Linked DNA regions of Mus musculus: region 2 is linked to region 1. Evidence: chromatin contacts called from public HiCAR-type data. All regions are on one chromosome and are shown on one strand. The core of a region is the stretch at or near the end of the contact, and the rest is flanking DNA. Distances in the headings are between cores, read along the strand shown.

Region 1 (7,812 bases), core at 1,578-4,077:
ATGCATGTCTGAATTTGGAGTTGGGAGTCTACCTCAGGGCCTTTCAGTTCTGGAAATCTAATTTACCCTAACACAGTGACATAGACCATGTACAGAGGCACAATTTACCTTCTGGGATCTCTGAATCTTCTATATTATAAATGATCTATGGAGATATTTACACAATGCCCTATAAATGACTGAACAGGGAAATGTTATCATTATGTATCTGCACTGGCACTGATTGTTAAGCGAGTACATTGTGCAATGTATCTGGTTGCATTTGCAGTCATGGGCCACAGTTGTTCTGTATGTGGATCTAACCGTGCTCTTCTGAATGTTTGTGAATAGTTGCTTTGTGGTAATAGCATGCATGTAAACAGTATCAGTCTCTTAAACGTCTTTGTTTATTAAAAAAAAAATCTACTTTCTAAATCAAATTTTAAAAATGGATTTCTTTTTCAGTGTAGTAGTAGAAAAACACTTGAAAATATTATCTGAAACAATCCAAGACATTATAAAATAGCATTTTAGCCAAACCATTTAAGACAGCGAGTTTCAACTCTGCCAACCCCAACCACACATTTTATCCATATACCACCCGTTGAATGATCTATAAATGTATGTATTGCTTCCTGGCCTAATCTAAAAGATGAAAAAGGAAAATTCTTAAACCTTAGCATATTACAATAAAAATGCCCCACTAGGAATGGGAGGAAGAACAATAAGTGTTACAGAGAGAATATCCGAAAGGATCCCAGTCTAAGTTACTCAGCGTATCTAAATCTCTGGTGCTGGAATTAGTTCCCTTTTGGGAGTGGATAAAAATGACCTTTTGTTCCTGTTGATCTTGCTGTTCCCTGGGTGGTGGGTTCTAGAAAAGCAACAGGCAATTCCTTCCCTGGGAACTCTCACAATTAGAAAAGGGCTTCTCAGGGTGAATGGAAACAACCAACAACACAAGAGGCTGCTCTGACTTGAATCCCTTTTACCACAGCCCCAGAGAAAAGAAGTGCTATGAAGACGGGGGGGGGGGGGGGGGGGGGAGGAAAAGAGGGAGGGAGGGAGGAAGGGAGGGAAGGAGGAAGGGAAGAAGGGAGAGAAGGATGGTAAAGTGTAGATCCCTTAAAATTAATGACTAAAATAAACCAGCCCTCCCCCACCTCAGTCCTATTAATCATCAGATCTCTATTTTTTCTGCCCAGATTTCTAGACGAAAGCCAAGTCATATGACTCGCCGATTCTCCTCCAACTTAAAACTTTCAAGCTGCAGGAAGACAAACACATGAACCCTTGCATGGGTCCAGAATGCCTAGAAGCAAGCTTGGGCACTTCTGCTGTTAGCAATCCTGAACTGTTCATCTCAGCCTGTTGCTCTTGCCACACACTGCGCTGGATTCTGTGGTAGGGAGGGGACACTCGCGAGCCCAGCCAGCCTGGTGGCTGAGATGGGTGGGTTGGGGCTTTCAGGCTGCTCAGCTGTGGAGATTTTGGGGCTCTTGTCTGGCCACAGCTGGCTGCGAACCCCTGGTCCGGGGGAACCCACTGTACACCACTTGGCCGCCGGCAGATGGTGCCCTGCACAGCCCGACAGTCGGGGAGACCCGGCTAAAGTAAGGCTCAGACTCCGCCCCAGCCAATCCACCGGCGCAACAGTCCCCCTTCCTTCCCAAAATAGTGCGGAGTACGTCTCCTTCGGAGCACTGCGGTAGCCTGTGTGTGTGTCGAAAATACAAACTGTGGGGCGACCGACAGTGTGTGTACTGGAGTGGGGCGTACGCGCGGAGTGGGGACCCTGGGGACCAGGGCCGAGGTGACCACCAATGAAAAGCAGAGGACGGGGAACTGGTTCATTTCTCATCTGCGTAAGCTCGGCCGGCCGCCGAGCCCTTGGGGAGGCCACTCACCATATTCACTTCCGAGACCATGTCTATGCTGGCGACATCGATCCGCATCCCGACGTCCACCGGGGGCCCTGCCAGGGAGGTGGACCACAGCAAAGACAGTCTTTGAGTGGCAGGGAGCTGAGGGGACATTGGGGGCTTCCCAGATCTTATTACAGACTAAGCAGGCTCCCTCCCTACCCCTTTCCTGTTGTAGGGGACAGCGGGAGAAAACAGGTGTGGGCACACGCGTGATGCAGTGACAGTGCAGAGGGTGTGTCGGCTTGAAGAGAGGGACAGCTCAGCCTGAGGATACGTCCACCTGAGATTGGGGATAGTGCGTGGTGTGTGTGTGTGTGTGTGTGTGTGTGTGTGTGTGTGTGTGTGTGTGTGCGCGCAGGGCGTAGTATTGCACGTTTACAGGAACGGTAAAATGGGGAAGGAGGCATTATATCTGACAGAAAAGGTGAACTAGGGATGGGTAACAGGTTGAAAAAAAAAATGAAGAAGCATTACCTCCAAAGTCCGGCCGCAAGCGAATGTCATATCCTTTGAGCAGTCGGTCCACTGTCTCTTTCACGTATGACATGTTGCTGGGTTCATTGGAGCTGAAGGGAAGAAGTAGGGACCGTATTCAGAAAGATCACAAACTGAAAACAGACATAAAAAAAGATCCAGGCACACCTACCCCCAAATAACAAGATACATGATCCAGCAGGCACGGGAAAATAAAAAATAAAAGAAGAAGAAGAAAATCACCAAGGAAAAAAAAAGAGAGAGAGATTGAAGCAGGCAGCTCACCTGTGTGCACAACAAACCATAGCAACCATCACGGGAAAAGAGAGAAGCCCCAAACTCTCTCGATTTTGTACTGTCCACATTCCTAACTCTGATGAAAGAATTGTCTTTTCTGCGAAGATTCAAGGAATGCAACTTAGTCGGCGGCTGGGCAGTAATTCCCGAATGGACCTGCGCATGCGCAGAGGGTACTCACTACCAAAAGACACCTTGTGCCTTGCAAACAATATTCCTAGTGGAACAGGCAACAGATTTCAATCCCTTTAAAGTTCCTGTCTGAGGTGCTCCGCGTTCTCTGGGTAGTCGAATACAACCTGCTGTCTCTATGCAAAGGAGCCAACGTGCCTGTGTGTGTGTGTGTGTGCCCAGTTTTCCTGAGCTGTGGTTTGCTGTGTTCCTTTCCCTCCTGTCCTAAGCTTGAATTTTTTTCTTTTTCCTTTTCTTTTCCTTCTTTCTTTTCTTTTCCTTCTTTTTTTTTTCTTTTTTAAAACAGGGCTTTCAATGATCTGGCTAAGGCTGTCTGGCATCTTTTGTTGACAGTTATAGAGGTCCTAGAACAAGAAGTCTGGAGATGGTTCTCTGGTTGTCTGTAGAAAAGATGGGGAGGGTGCTGGGGAGGGGAGTGGGCAGAGACTGCCCGGCCGGCCGGCCCGGAAAAGGAGTTTGGGGGTGGGGAGGAGGAAACACAGGGAGGGTTTGGGAGTCTTGTCCTCTCTTCGGAGGTTATGAAGACAGCTGCTTGCTTGTGGAATTGGAGGGGGGGGGGGGGGAGGAGAGAACTGACTAACTTTTAAATGTATGCTTTTCCTTTAGCTCCCATCTCCATCAGTCCACTTGGAATGGGAAGTGAAGAGAAGAAGAATGAAGCAACCCTGGCAATCAATCTTTTTTTCCAGGACCTTTGCTGGTAAATCTTGTAGGTTTTAGTCGCCCAAGCTTTTTGCTTATAACTGTCAGTGTGCTAGCTCCTGTTCTTAATCCCTAAATTGAACACTGAACATCCTCAGTCTAATATGCCTTATGCAGCCCGGGAAAAGCCAATCTTCTTTCAAATAAAGGGAAGTTAGGAAATGCAATTCAGTACATATCACTAAAAAACATGTTAGGTGGTTGGAGATTCTGGGATGGATTCATGCCCTTTGTTAAATAGCATATATCAAGTCTTCATTTGATACTAGGTATTCTGAAACTTAGAGTAAACTTTTCACAAACCCCTTACAAAGATAAGCAAAAAGAAATCACTTCTTCCTGATATTGTCTGTGTAAACTGAAGAATTATTACCAAACCAAGAAGCACTAAAAATTACCTTAGAGGAGAAGAAAAAACAAACAAACAAGCAAACAAAGAACAGAAGACAAAGCTTTTGTCTGGCAAGGAAGGGGAATTCTTCTTGAGGGAGAACAGTATGTACTAAATCTTACAGACTGGAAAAAGTACTTCTATAACTGTATGCAAAAGAGATCCATTGTGGGGGGGGGCGGAGAAAGTGATGGTGGATGATGGGATGTGGAGGAAAGTCGAGGAGATCATTTAGATTCAGGAGACACTGAACATTTAAGTAAGAGTTAATTTTAGAGAAAAAAAATCTGGTAGAACAGTTATAAGGATCATTGACATTTCCCACTTGCTATGTCATTGTTCTTGTGCATACAACACGGGTCATCTCATTCAAACCTTGCAACAACACAACAATAGAGATAATGAAGAGAGGGCTTTAGACTACTGAATTCAGTAGTTAATGTCACACTGCTAATAAGTAGTGACATGTACATTTCAACCTAGAATCCTTGGATACTGCTATTCTCTGCATTATATAGCACAGACCATAAAGGCAAGAATTAGATAGGAGAAACAAGAAGACAAGGAGGTTATTGCAGAAGGAAAGAAAAGAAGATACTGTTTAGTTTGGAGAGAAGTAACAGGTACAGCCTTCCTAAAGTATAACAGAGACAACCAGAGGTTACAGGAGTCACGAACTAGGCACATATGAATGAATCCTCCTTAAAAAAAGTACAGTCATTTCAACATGTACTGAACTTAACATTCTCAAAAAGATAGTAACATTAATTTTATATTATATTTGAGCACCATAAAACCCTTAACCCTCAATGCTAAGTCTCAGATTCCTTAAGTTTGCTTGAGACGATGTCGACTTGTTCTTAAAACACATATGAATCTTCTTTTAGAGGGTATAAGAAAAGATTCATTTACATCTCAAGGTCCTGCTGAAACATGGAATCTGCTCTGTACAACTCTGCAAAAGCCACACGGCCACACACAAGCCACTTACAGGATTACCACATCCGTAGCTGTGCATTTATTTTTTTTAGATGTTTACTGAACATTTAGGAGGTGCCAGCCTTCATGCTGATGGTGTAGCAGTAAACAAAATAGTGTTCAGTTTCTTTTCTCACCTGTGGAGGGTATAAACACACACAAGGCAGAAAAGAGATATTTGGTTGGGTGCTCACTGAGGCTGCTCATTTAACTTGTACACAATTCATTAGAATGTGCACTTTCTAGTTGATTATAAATTCCTAAAATCCTTTGTGGGTAGAAAGCATCTCCACTTTAGCAAGGTCTGCTTAAGAGCCTTGACTTCACTATTGAGTCAAGGTGTGAGTTTGGATATTTTAACCCTAGTGTTATGCATGCTTCTGCCAGATCAATCCTACTGGGTTTTGCTTTGAAATTATACTTTCTGATTAGACAAAAGGACAATCTAAGAAATCATGTGATAGTGGTTTTTTCATTTTTATTAGTGTCAATAGTATAAAATATGGTTTATTATAACATTTCATATGATAGCCACCACTTATCATTGGAATACTGCTGAAAATGCAACCAAGTTTGTCTTAGCTATGTATGAGGAGGGTCTCTCAGAAGATAGTTTCTCAGGCCTTCATACTCTGGAAATTGTCTGGTTTCCTGAGTAGTTTGCATCTTAATAACAATAAGTATCTTAAAACCCATTGTTTTGATCACTGGGCATGTTAGAATCATATATACAGCTTAGCTTTAATCATTATGCAAGATGTTAATGACCTGCATTTTGATACATTGAATTTCTCCTTGATGTTTTAGGAGTCTAAATTTAATCTTCCCTCTTCACACTTTACTAATTTAAAAACAGATATGTTGCACTGAATATATAGAGTTTGTAAGTTGTCTTGGAACTGCGAAATAAATAAACCTTAAAAACTAAAAAGAAATAAGTTAATAATTGATCCAGATGCTTTGGGGAGGTTTTTTTTTCCCCTCACAGCCTGAAAAAGGCAACACTTCCTTGTCTTGTGAAGTTGCTTGTTTCTTCCCAACACCTTTTTCTCCCTTCAGAGCTCAACCCAATTAAAAAAAATATGTCTCTGAAACCCTGAAGGCCAATGACAAGCACAATTCTATTTCCTTCTGTCCAAACTCTTAGAAGAAAATGGAAGAACCTTAGAAATTAGCATCTAGGTAGAAATAAAAGTAATTAAAAACATATTCACAAAACACTAACACCTCTAACACATATTCTTAATATTTCTTTAGACAGACAAAAACAAGGAAAAATTAAAAAAAAAGCTATTCTATTATAGTAACTTTAAAAGTTCTAAATGAATCCTAAAAGCTGGGGAAAAGAAAGAAAGAAAAAAAGAAATAGAAAAAAGAATAAAAAAAAGAAAATAGAGAAAGAGGAGAATGTAAGAATTGAAAATTGTAACATCTTATCTAGACTTAAGGAGAAGTTAAATACAAATTCAGAATCTAGTTCTAAAGTTTAAATGCAATAGTGGGAGGTAAGAATAAGCCAGGACACACGCTCCACTATGTTCATAGCAGGCTTATTTATAATAGCCAGAAGCTGGAAAGAACCAAGATGCCCCTCAGCAGAGGAATGGATACAGAAAATGTGGTACATTTACACAATGGAGTACTACTCAGCTATTAAAAACAATGAATTTATGAAATTCTTAGGCAAATGGATATATGTGGAGGATATCATTCTGAGTGAGGTAAGCCAATCACAAAAGAACTCACTTGATATGCCTGCACTGATACGTGCATATTAGCCCAAAAACTTAGAATACCCAAGATACAATTTGCAAAACACAAGAAAATCAAGAAGGAAGACCAACGCGTGGATACTTCATTCCTCCTTAGAATAGGGAACAAAAAAAAAAAAAAACAAAAACAAAAAGAAAGAAAGAAAGAAAGAAAGAGAGAAAGAAAGGAAGGAAGGAAGGAAGGAAGGAAGGAAGGAAGGAAGGAAGGAAGGAAGGAAGAAAGAAAGAAATATAGATAGATTTGGGAACATCTGTTTTTAGGATGTCAAGACATATTTAACCTATACAAATGGTAATATCCTGTTGCTTGGGTCTTCTGTAAAGATAGTAGTAGAAGCACATATAAGGCCAGAGGAAAAGTTAAATACAATAAAAGTCTATAAGGTAATTTGTTATTCATAAAACAATAATTTGTTATATGTACAAAATTTTAAGACTGGTAGAGATAAAAATAAAAGATGAAATGCAAAACTTCAGAACGTTATAAAAGCCGAGCAGAATCTACTTTTGATCTTGTTTCATAGAATAAAGTTTAGTGTGCAGGGGCTGGAAAGATGGCTCTTCATTGATTGCTCTTCCAGAGAACCTGAGTTTGGTTCCCTGCAATGACATGGTAGCTCACAAACAACAACTCCTCCGCCTCCTCCTCCTCCTCCTCCTCCTCCTCCTCCTCCTCCTCCTCCTCTCCTTCTCCTTCTCCTTCTCCTTCTCCTTCTCCTTCTCCTTCTCCTTCTCCTTCTCCTTCTCCTTCTTCTTCCTCTTCTTCTTCTCCTCTTCCTCCTCCTCCTCCTTCTTCTTCCTCCTCTTCTTCTTCTTTTTATTTTTTGTTTTTTGTTTGTTTGTTTGGGTTTTTTTTGAGATAGGGTTTCTCTGTATAGCCCTGGCTGTCCTGGAACTCACTTTGTATATCAGGCTGGCTTTGAACTCAGAAAATCGCCTGCATATGCCTCCTGAGTGCTGGGTTAAAGGCGTGCACCACCATGCTCCGCTAGCTTAAAACCTTCTTTATGGGATCCATTGCCCTCTTCTTGTGTGTCTGAAGATAGCTATATGCATTCTTATACAAATAAAATTAAGAAAATGTTTAGTGTGTAGGATCATC
Region 2 (7,812 bases), core at 1,542-4,041, 33 kb before region 1:
ATGAAGACATCAGTGAAGGGGTAAGGGAGACTGAGATGTGTACCATTTTATAGAGGACATTAAGGAAAGGCTGTCACAAATCACATGAATGCAGAGAGATTAGGAAGGCAGAAAATAATTCACACATGTTGTTAAACTCATTTTGAGCAAAGAATATTAATAACAAATGTTTGTAAAATACACAAAACATCAGAAACACAAGAAAGAGGCAAGCCTAGTTCTATCACAAATGTGTATTAAGAGAGTGGGGAAGGATAAAATCAGAAGAGTGCCTGGATTTTCTTTTTTTAAATAATGAGTTAAGGTAAACTGAGAGTTTATGGAAGCCACCCACATTTGGGAACAAAGGAGGAATAGTAGCTAACTTGGACCTTAAGAGAACTGGACTACTTTTTCTATTGTGTAGATGGAGACATAGTAAAGAAGTACAAGAATCAGTTTAAAAGCTTTTGACAAAATCCATGGTCCAGAAAAGAGTGGTGGGTCAGATGTGTGCTCAGACTCAGAACATAGGAAAGAGTCATTGGTAGACATGGAAAAATATACAAGGGAAGAAAAACTACTGAAGATGACATTATTAAATAGATGGTCCGAGCCATAAGAAGGACAATGTTCCATGATGATACAAGAAAATCAGTGAAAGGAAACTGGCCATTTGGTATAGTAACCTGGAGAATTTTGCCTGGCTAACATGAGTTGCTTTCATCATGACAGTAGGAAATTGAAGCTAATTTGAATGAGATCAGGAGAGAATGTGTTCAGAGAAGTTGTATATAACTGTATAGTCAATGCATTAGAGGACCTTTTTGTTGCATTGGGAGAGAGAGACAGAGAGAGAGAGACAGACAGACAGACAGACAGAGAGAGAAAGAAGGAGAAGGAGGAGGAGGAGGAGAGGAAGAGGAGGAGGAGAGGAAGAGGAGGAGGAGAGGAAGAGGAGGAGGAGGAAGAAGGAAGGAACGAAGGAACAAAGGAAGGAAGGAATAAAGAAAGAAAACAATTACAATCAAGATAAAATGTAGTGCAATAAATAGCAAAAGAAAAGTTGGTTTTCTCTCCTCTCTCTCTCTCTCTCTCTCTCTCTCTCTCTCTCTCTCTCTCTCTCTCTCTTTCTCTCTCTCTCTCTCTGTGTGTGTGTGTGTGTATGTGTGTGTGTGGTGTGGTGTTGTTTCTTCTTTTTATGGAGAAAGTAGAAGGCCACAATGAAGTAAGAATAAAAATATATTTAATGAGAAAAGTTGGATATAAGAATGTTCCAATCTGAGAATCATAGTAAATGTATAGACTGTTGAAACAGCTCTAATGGGTATGTCAGAGTTGTAGTCCTTTAGGGAAGAAGAAAAGGAAAACTGGGAAGGAGATGAGGACCCAGCTGAGGAAAATGCAAAATATTTACTGAGGAGTATACCCTCTCACTAATGTGACGGAAAATATGAGAATTTGTAAGAAATACACATCTTAGTAACAAATTGCAGACTGTGTGTTGGAGGCTGCATTCAAGAATAAATAGTATGTATGGAAGGAGGCAATCATTAGAAAATAATTTATCTTCACAGTAGGGAAAAGAAGATAAAGTGAAGAGACTTGAGGGGACAACATATATGCTGTAGATATTATGCAATGCAGAAATGAGTTTTAAGACAATTACAGACTAGTGCTATCAACACAAGAAGGAGCAGAAAACAACCAACGCCTGTGCGTGTACACTTCTACTGCATGCCAGGATTTCCATTCCAATGTGGTCTAAATTAATCGCATGTACAGAGATCCTCTGAGAACCATAAAAATGAAGACTGGAGGTAATAAGGCAAAGATTAGAGAAATGATTAGAGTATGTTCCCAGAGTGACAAAATAGAACACTTGGAGAAGTCATCACTCTTTGAAGAAAGCTAGGCTTGGCTTCCTTCCCAGTTGATAACTGGTTCACATTTCTAACTTTGGGGCTTCTAGACTCTGTCAGCCTCATATATCTTAGAGTACATGCATTACTGAATTTAATCCAAAGGAGAAGATATTTTGATGAAGTGCATGTTTCAGTCACCTAACCAACACCGTACACTGACACACAACTAAACACATGGGTGCAAGAACTAAAGCTTAAAGTTCTGCTCTGTTAAAGCCAGTTTTAGATAAGTTTAATATACCTGTTCCTATTTTCTTCTGGTATTCTGTCTATCAAGGCTCCATTGGATGACTGATTTAGGATAGTGTGTATCCTTTCGTCCTTCATTTTTTTATTCCACGAGTATGAAAGGAAATGATCAGCTGTTCAGTCTGCTGAGGGTATTTACATGGCTTGGCTAATTCAAAGGCTGTCAAGCTTAGATTGCAGCCAGCAATTTGGAGTTCTCATGTCAAGGAAGGATTTAAAGCAGGATAATTTTAAGACATTTCCCTTCACTGTTCATTGAGACTAGAATGTGAAGGATCCAATGGGTTTTTATTTGTCTTGAAGTTCTTTTCACAATGGGTTCTTTATCTTCCTTCATGTTTTTATGATGCCATTTTGTGAATGGAGCCATCACTGTGAGCGATGAGCTGCTGAGCTGTCCAGGGGGAACTGAGAAATTGCACCGCTTCAGCGAGGAGGCAGTTTTCCAACTTCTGTTAAAGGGGGAAAAATCACAGGTCTGGACCAAATCAACAATGCACATTTATATTCTAGAGAAGAAACTTTTGTTATGTGAGCGATGAAACATTATTTTTATTAAGTAGGGTTGCTATTGGTTTGAGGCAGCATGGTGCCATTAATGTGTGGTATGCCATTTGTCTTTCCAACATCTACTGCCATTTAAAATGTCACCAGCTTTTTCCCAGTGGTGAGGTAAAACCATGGGAACGGCATTCAAGCCACTACACAAAGTACAAGCCAATTTTAACAAATTCATAATTAAAACCCAGCCAAATCTCTCCTTGGTCTGCCAAAGTTCTTCCTCTGTAGTTTCCAATTAAATACCCCTTCTGTAAGGAAGCAGGCTTTCAGAGATGCCAATACTGAATCACTAACGTCTTTATAATAATAAGATCTTCCTGTTCTCATAGAATTTTAGAACTCTTCAATCTTATTGGTTTTGAAGAGCGTTTGTGGATGTAATCCACCCATCCACTCCTTCATTATGTATTTATTGAAGGCCCTCTGCCTATCAAGTGTTTGAGCCTAAGAATGCATCAGAAAATAAAATAATTCCCCCTTTTGGTATTGGTACACAAATAAGCAGGCAAACAATTAAATATTAAGTGGATAAATGCTATGAAGGAAAATTGAGAAAAGGAATGATGATGATAGGATGTCTATATTAGTTTTTAAAAACGTAAGAGAGGCTACACTTAAAAGAGACATCAAAATCGCACCGAGGCTTTGGAGTGGCCCTAGACTTTCTCTCATATTGTTGCCTTTTATTTATTTGTTGAAAGTCTTGCGCAATTCGGCATTTCAATACAAACTTGCTTCCTGGCTCTTGCCATTTCTATGCACATCTCCCTCACCCTTCCCTCCATCCTGCCAGGTTGTACTGGAGTGATCACTGACCTACTTAGTACAATAGGAGGATCATTTGGTTTGGGATTTGTGGCATAGATTTATGTGATTTGCAGTTCTTATTTGTTTAAGCCACAGCTGGTTTCCCAGCACAGAAATCCATGTGTATTGTTCCTATGCAACATGCTGGGTCATAGTAACAGACTCTTCTCTTATAATACTGTATCATAATATCTCTTAGTTTCTTTTAGATCACAAATTTGCTACATTTTGCTTTCCTACCCTTAACAATAACCTTTTTAATCTAAATTTTGTACTTTCCTATCTCAAATGGGCTACACAAATTGGTTACGTTTAAAACTTATATCTCCCTGTGGAAATCTGACCAGGGAACACACTTGATATATTCAGAGTATGCATGTGTGTAGCTGACCAAAGCTCTTCAGAGGGATTCCAAGAATAAAGGCAGGAGATGAGCTTGCAAATGGAGAGACACTTAGAGTCTTGAAAGCTGTTATCAAATCTTTGCATTTCACCCTAAGTAAAAAGCAGAAGTAATTGCCTGGTTTGGGGTGAAGAACTTAGACCACCCAAATGGTATTTTGTTAACATCTTTCTAATTTTGGAACTGAAGGTAGCAAAATTCAATGTAGAGAACCAGTCTGGTGACTACTTCAAACACTAAGGAAAGAAATGATACAAATTGGATTTGAGTTGAGAATTATAAGCATGGTTCAATCATGGATGTATTTAAATAATGTGTTTAACAAGATTTGTTAATGGTTGGATGCAAAATGTGAAAGAATTTGTAAGTGGCTCCAGAGTTTTGACTTAGAAAAATGGAGCAAACGGTAGCTTTGTCCTTAAATGGAAAATATTGAGAAGAAGTTGAACTCAGAATTTTGTGTGCATAATATCTCAAGCCAACTGAGGTGACACACACCTTTAATCCCAGCACTTGTGAAGCAGAGACAGGCAGATCTCAGAGATTTGATTCCAGGCTGGTCTATACAGTAAGTCCCCGAAAATGTTTTCTACCTATCTGATCATAGATATTAGTTGTGTAAATTTTAGTCATCAATTTATATTTAAAGGAGTGAAACACATTAAAGTTTCCAGTATAGCAGAAATTGAAAGCAGAGTTGCAGGCCCATGTTCAACTATGTATTACTCTTTATTATCACAAGTTTCCTGATGTTGAGAATTTGGAATGCTAACAAAGAAGTTTCCTGAGTGTTGTAGAAAAGAGTTGTGTTATTGCTGCATTTGAGGAAGAACAGTCAAATACTGTATTTCCCCCATTATTAAGACAAGTTGTATAAGGCTGGAGAGGTGGCTCAGCTGTGAAGAGCGCCAACTGGTCTTCCAGAGTTCCCACGTTCAGTTCCTAGCAACCACATGGTGGCTCACAATGTAATGAGATCTGATGCTTCATCTGGTGTGTCTGAAGACATCTACAGTGTTCTCACATATATAAAATAAAGAAAATCTTTTTTAAAAAAGTTGAATCAATGAGCTAAAATGTACCACCTGATCTGGCTTGCTGAATTTTACAAGTTGCCCTTTGGCAAATATATATATAAACATCAGAGATTATGCTAGTGAGGCTAATCATCTGGAGAAAGGCATGGTATTTCTCCAGGTGGAAACAGGTCTCCATTGTGCCAGTAAAAGATCTGAGCAATGAATTAGTTGCTAGCTTGTTTAAAAAAAAAAAAAAAAAAGACATTGCTACAAGCTTGACCTGAAAGAGTCATTGAAAATCTGATGGGAATAGCTCAGGACTGGAAAAACCCTTTTGAGAAAATGAGCCTGTCTGGTATCAACTCTGTTCTTAGTGGAATTTGGTATAAATGGCTTACAAGTGCCCTTAACATGATGCAGTTCAAAAGCTATCAGCTGTGTCACATCAGATTGGAAATGGGCTCGCTAGGACTTTAGGTCCCAAAGATGTTCAAAACAGCAAAACCTAAAAGGCCTCATAATGCTAAATAATACAATAATACCTCCAAGAGGAAGATAAATATGATTCTGATGTATCTTGGCAGCACCATATCTGTCATTATTACTGAATGCAGAATGCAATGTAGGGATGTAAAATAAAAATGGATGTTACCATTTGAGGGTTGAAAGGCACTACACTGAAACAAGGCTCATGTAATCAATTCACCTGAGGAAAAATAGAACACACCAATAGATGGATCAAAAGTGAGTCCTTACAAGGCAGTCACAGCCTGATGAGCATTTCAGGGGGGAGAAGTGTGGGATGATGAATTAAATTCTAATGCTATCACCCAGAGGGATTGCTTTGAAGATGAGACATCGGCTGTGCTCACTGATGTGACTCTCTGTAGTTTGTCTCTGCAAGCAGCAAAGGCTCTAGGACTTGGCTTTACTCATTGCTTTACTTGGTTCTTCAGTTCTTTCAGTTTTTTTTCCTCCCACAACACTGCTTAGGTAACTACAGAAAATCCACCCAGCATCACAACAAGAGACTATCTTCTCAGTAGGACTTACTAAGGGAACAACTGCTTAGAGCCACAGTAACTTCTTTTCTCCTAGACGAATCACCAGAGCTTTGATCAAGTTTATTCCACAGAAGAGATGAATAATCCAATAAAAACAATGCATATGATTTGCCTCCCTTAACTTCCATAAAATTACTGGAATAAAAAAATCTTTTTTAGATCATATTTCCACTGAGAAAACCAAGCCAAAAGGAGATTCAAATCACAGTCAAAGCCTTTTGAAAAATAGGAAAGTAAATGAAACATTACTGGGTTCTCAGCAAGATATTTGTAAATAAATTGATTGGATAACAATTTTTGTAATGTTATGTCTCATGATGATGAAATGTAAGATAAAATATGTGTATCGTTAAATCACCACGACATATTGATTCTTTAATATGAAATTTTAAAATGTATATAACAGGATACTTACTTTTAAAAGCAAAATGTTGAAGTTGAATAAGAATTGGATTTATTCACCCAACTATGACTAATGTTATGAAATACAGTGATGGGGTGTTAAGGGTCAATCAACAATTTATTTGCATTTATCTTGAACTATCATCTTTCTTGTTTAGCTTCTGTGATTCATTTAGTTCTGTTTCCATATGAAAATTGGCTGGAGTTTTGAATCTACTAATCTACTAAGATCAGCCCAACAATCTGCCTTTTGCAGAACAGGGCTCTTAGAGGAGGAAAGCCTTTAGGGTCGTGAGTGTGATATTTATTCCAAGGAAGACCACACTGAGTTTGGATGCGTGGTCAAAAAAAAAAAAAAAAAAAAAAAAAGTAATTTTCCTGATGTAGTTTCTAAACAAATGCAAATCGTCCTTTGAATTACTTGTTTGTATTTACTGAAATTGTCCATAAAATGACACTTAATTCAGTTGAAAAATATATGTATCAATGCAGAGGCACGAAATCTCAATGGTGATGCTGCTATTACAGGGGACCATCCTCTAGAAGGCAGAAATATTGCCTGGGTTTTTGTCCTCTCCCTCACTGAGGGCATACAGCTCACTTCAATGATGGTTAGCATTTTAAGAGCCTCCCATTTACAGTCTGATGTGACTGTCTATACCAGTCCTTTTACTTTCTCCATGTTGTTCTACAATACACCATTCACCACCTATCACATAGTAAAATACGTGTTAGAAATTCCCTTTTGGAGACCACCGGTCGTCCTTTTTTTTTTTTTTTTTTTTTTTTTTTTTTTTTTTTTTAAAAAGATTTATTTATTTATTATTATATATGTAAGTACATTGTAGCTGTCTTCAGACACACCAGAAGAAGGCATCAGATCTCATTAAAAATGGTCGTGAGCCACCATGTGGTTGCTGGGATTTGAACTCAGGACCTCCGGAAGAGTAGTCAGTGGTCTTAACCACTGAGCCATCTCTCCAGCCACCGGTCGTCCTTGAAGTAGGTCAATTAAATCCATAAATACTAAATAATATAAAGGGCTTATGATCCATTTGCCGCAGGACTAGTTCTAAAGATTTGTCATTTAATTGTTTTTATTTGGACAAAGACCAAGATAGGAGAAGAGACCAGTGGAATAATTTCATATTTTGGTACTTTTATAATGTTTAGTTTAGAAATGCCGAATTTGAAAATGATCATCTTTATTATTGGCAATCCCTAATATAGTTCAATACAGAACTAGTTGTTTGGAAAATTGACCAGTTAGTGTTTAGAGGTTATGAGGACAAAAACTATGTATCACAAAGATGGTCTACAATGCACACAAGGTAAGGTGTGGCTTTTTGGAACTCATCATGACACTAGGTTTTACACATTCTGCATCTTCTTTACCAGAGAAT

What was found. HiCAR-type assays count read pairs that join an accessible place to other places.
Region 2: a contact with region 1 is called in a HiCAR-type map of astrocytes, with 4 times the contacts expected there. The contact joins the enhancer-like site here to the promoter of Gabrb1 in region 1. A contact is called at or near these places in 1 of 39 promoter capture datasets (macrophages), 1 of 484 Hi-C or Micro-C datasets (forebrain), 1 of 115 datasets of contacts at active chromatin or transcription factors (astrocytes) and 1 of 9 other capture datasets (adipose tissue).

Annotation. Positions count from the first base shown.
Region 1 is chr5:71,694,947-71,702,758 of GRCm38.p6, reverse strand. It overlaps Gabrb1 (gamma-aminobutyric acid (GABA) A receptor, subunit beta 1), which reads right to left and starts at 2,827. Exons shown (of 9, transcript NM_008069.5): 1 at 2,664-2,827; 2 at 2,379-2,470; 3 at 1,887-1,954. The coding sequence starts at 2,743. Gm38562 (a long non-coding RNA gene) reads left to right here and starts at 1,051. Exons shown (of 4, transcript XR_868471.1): 1 at 1,051-1,088; 2 at 1,185-1,383; 3 at 3,474-3,567.
Region 2 is chr5:71,728,135-71,735,946 of GRCm38.p6, reverse strand. All of the region lies in intron 3 of Gabrb1 (gamma-aminobutyric acid (GABA) A receptor, subunit beta 1), which reads right to left. Among named protein-coding and RNA genes, the nearest start is that of Gm38562, 30 kb to the right of the region's middle. Within about 2 kb of position 2,791, at least 17 of the 459 cell types and tissues checked have an H3K27ac peak or open chromatin away from gene starts, as enhancers often do. A contact at or near this core is called in astrocytes and forebrain, where this site is marked.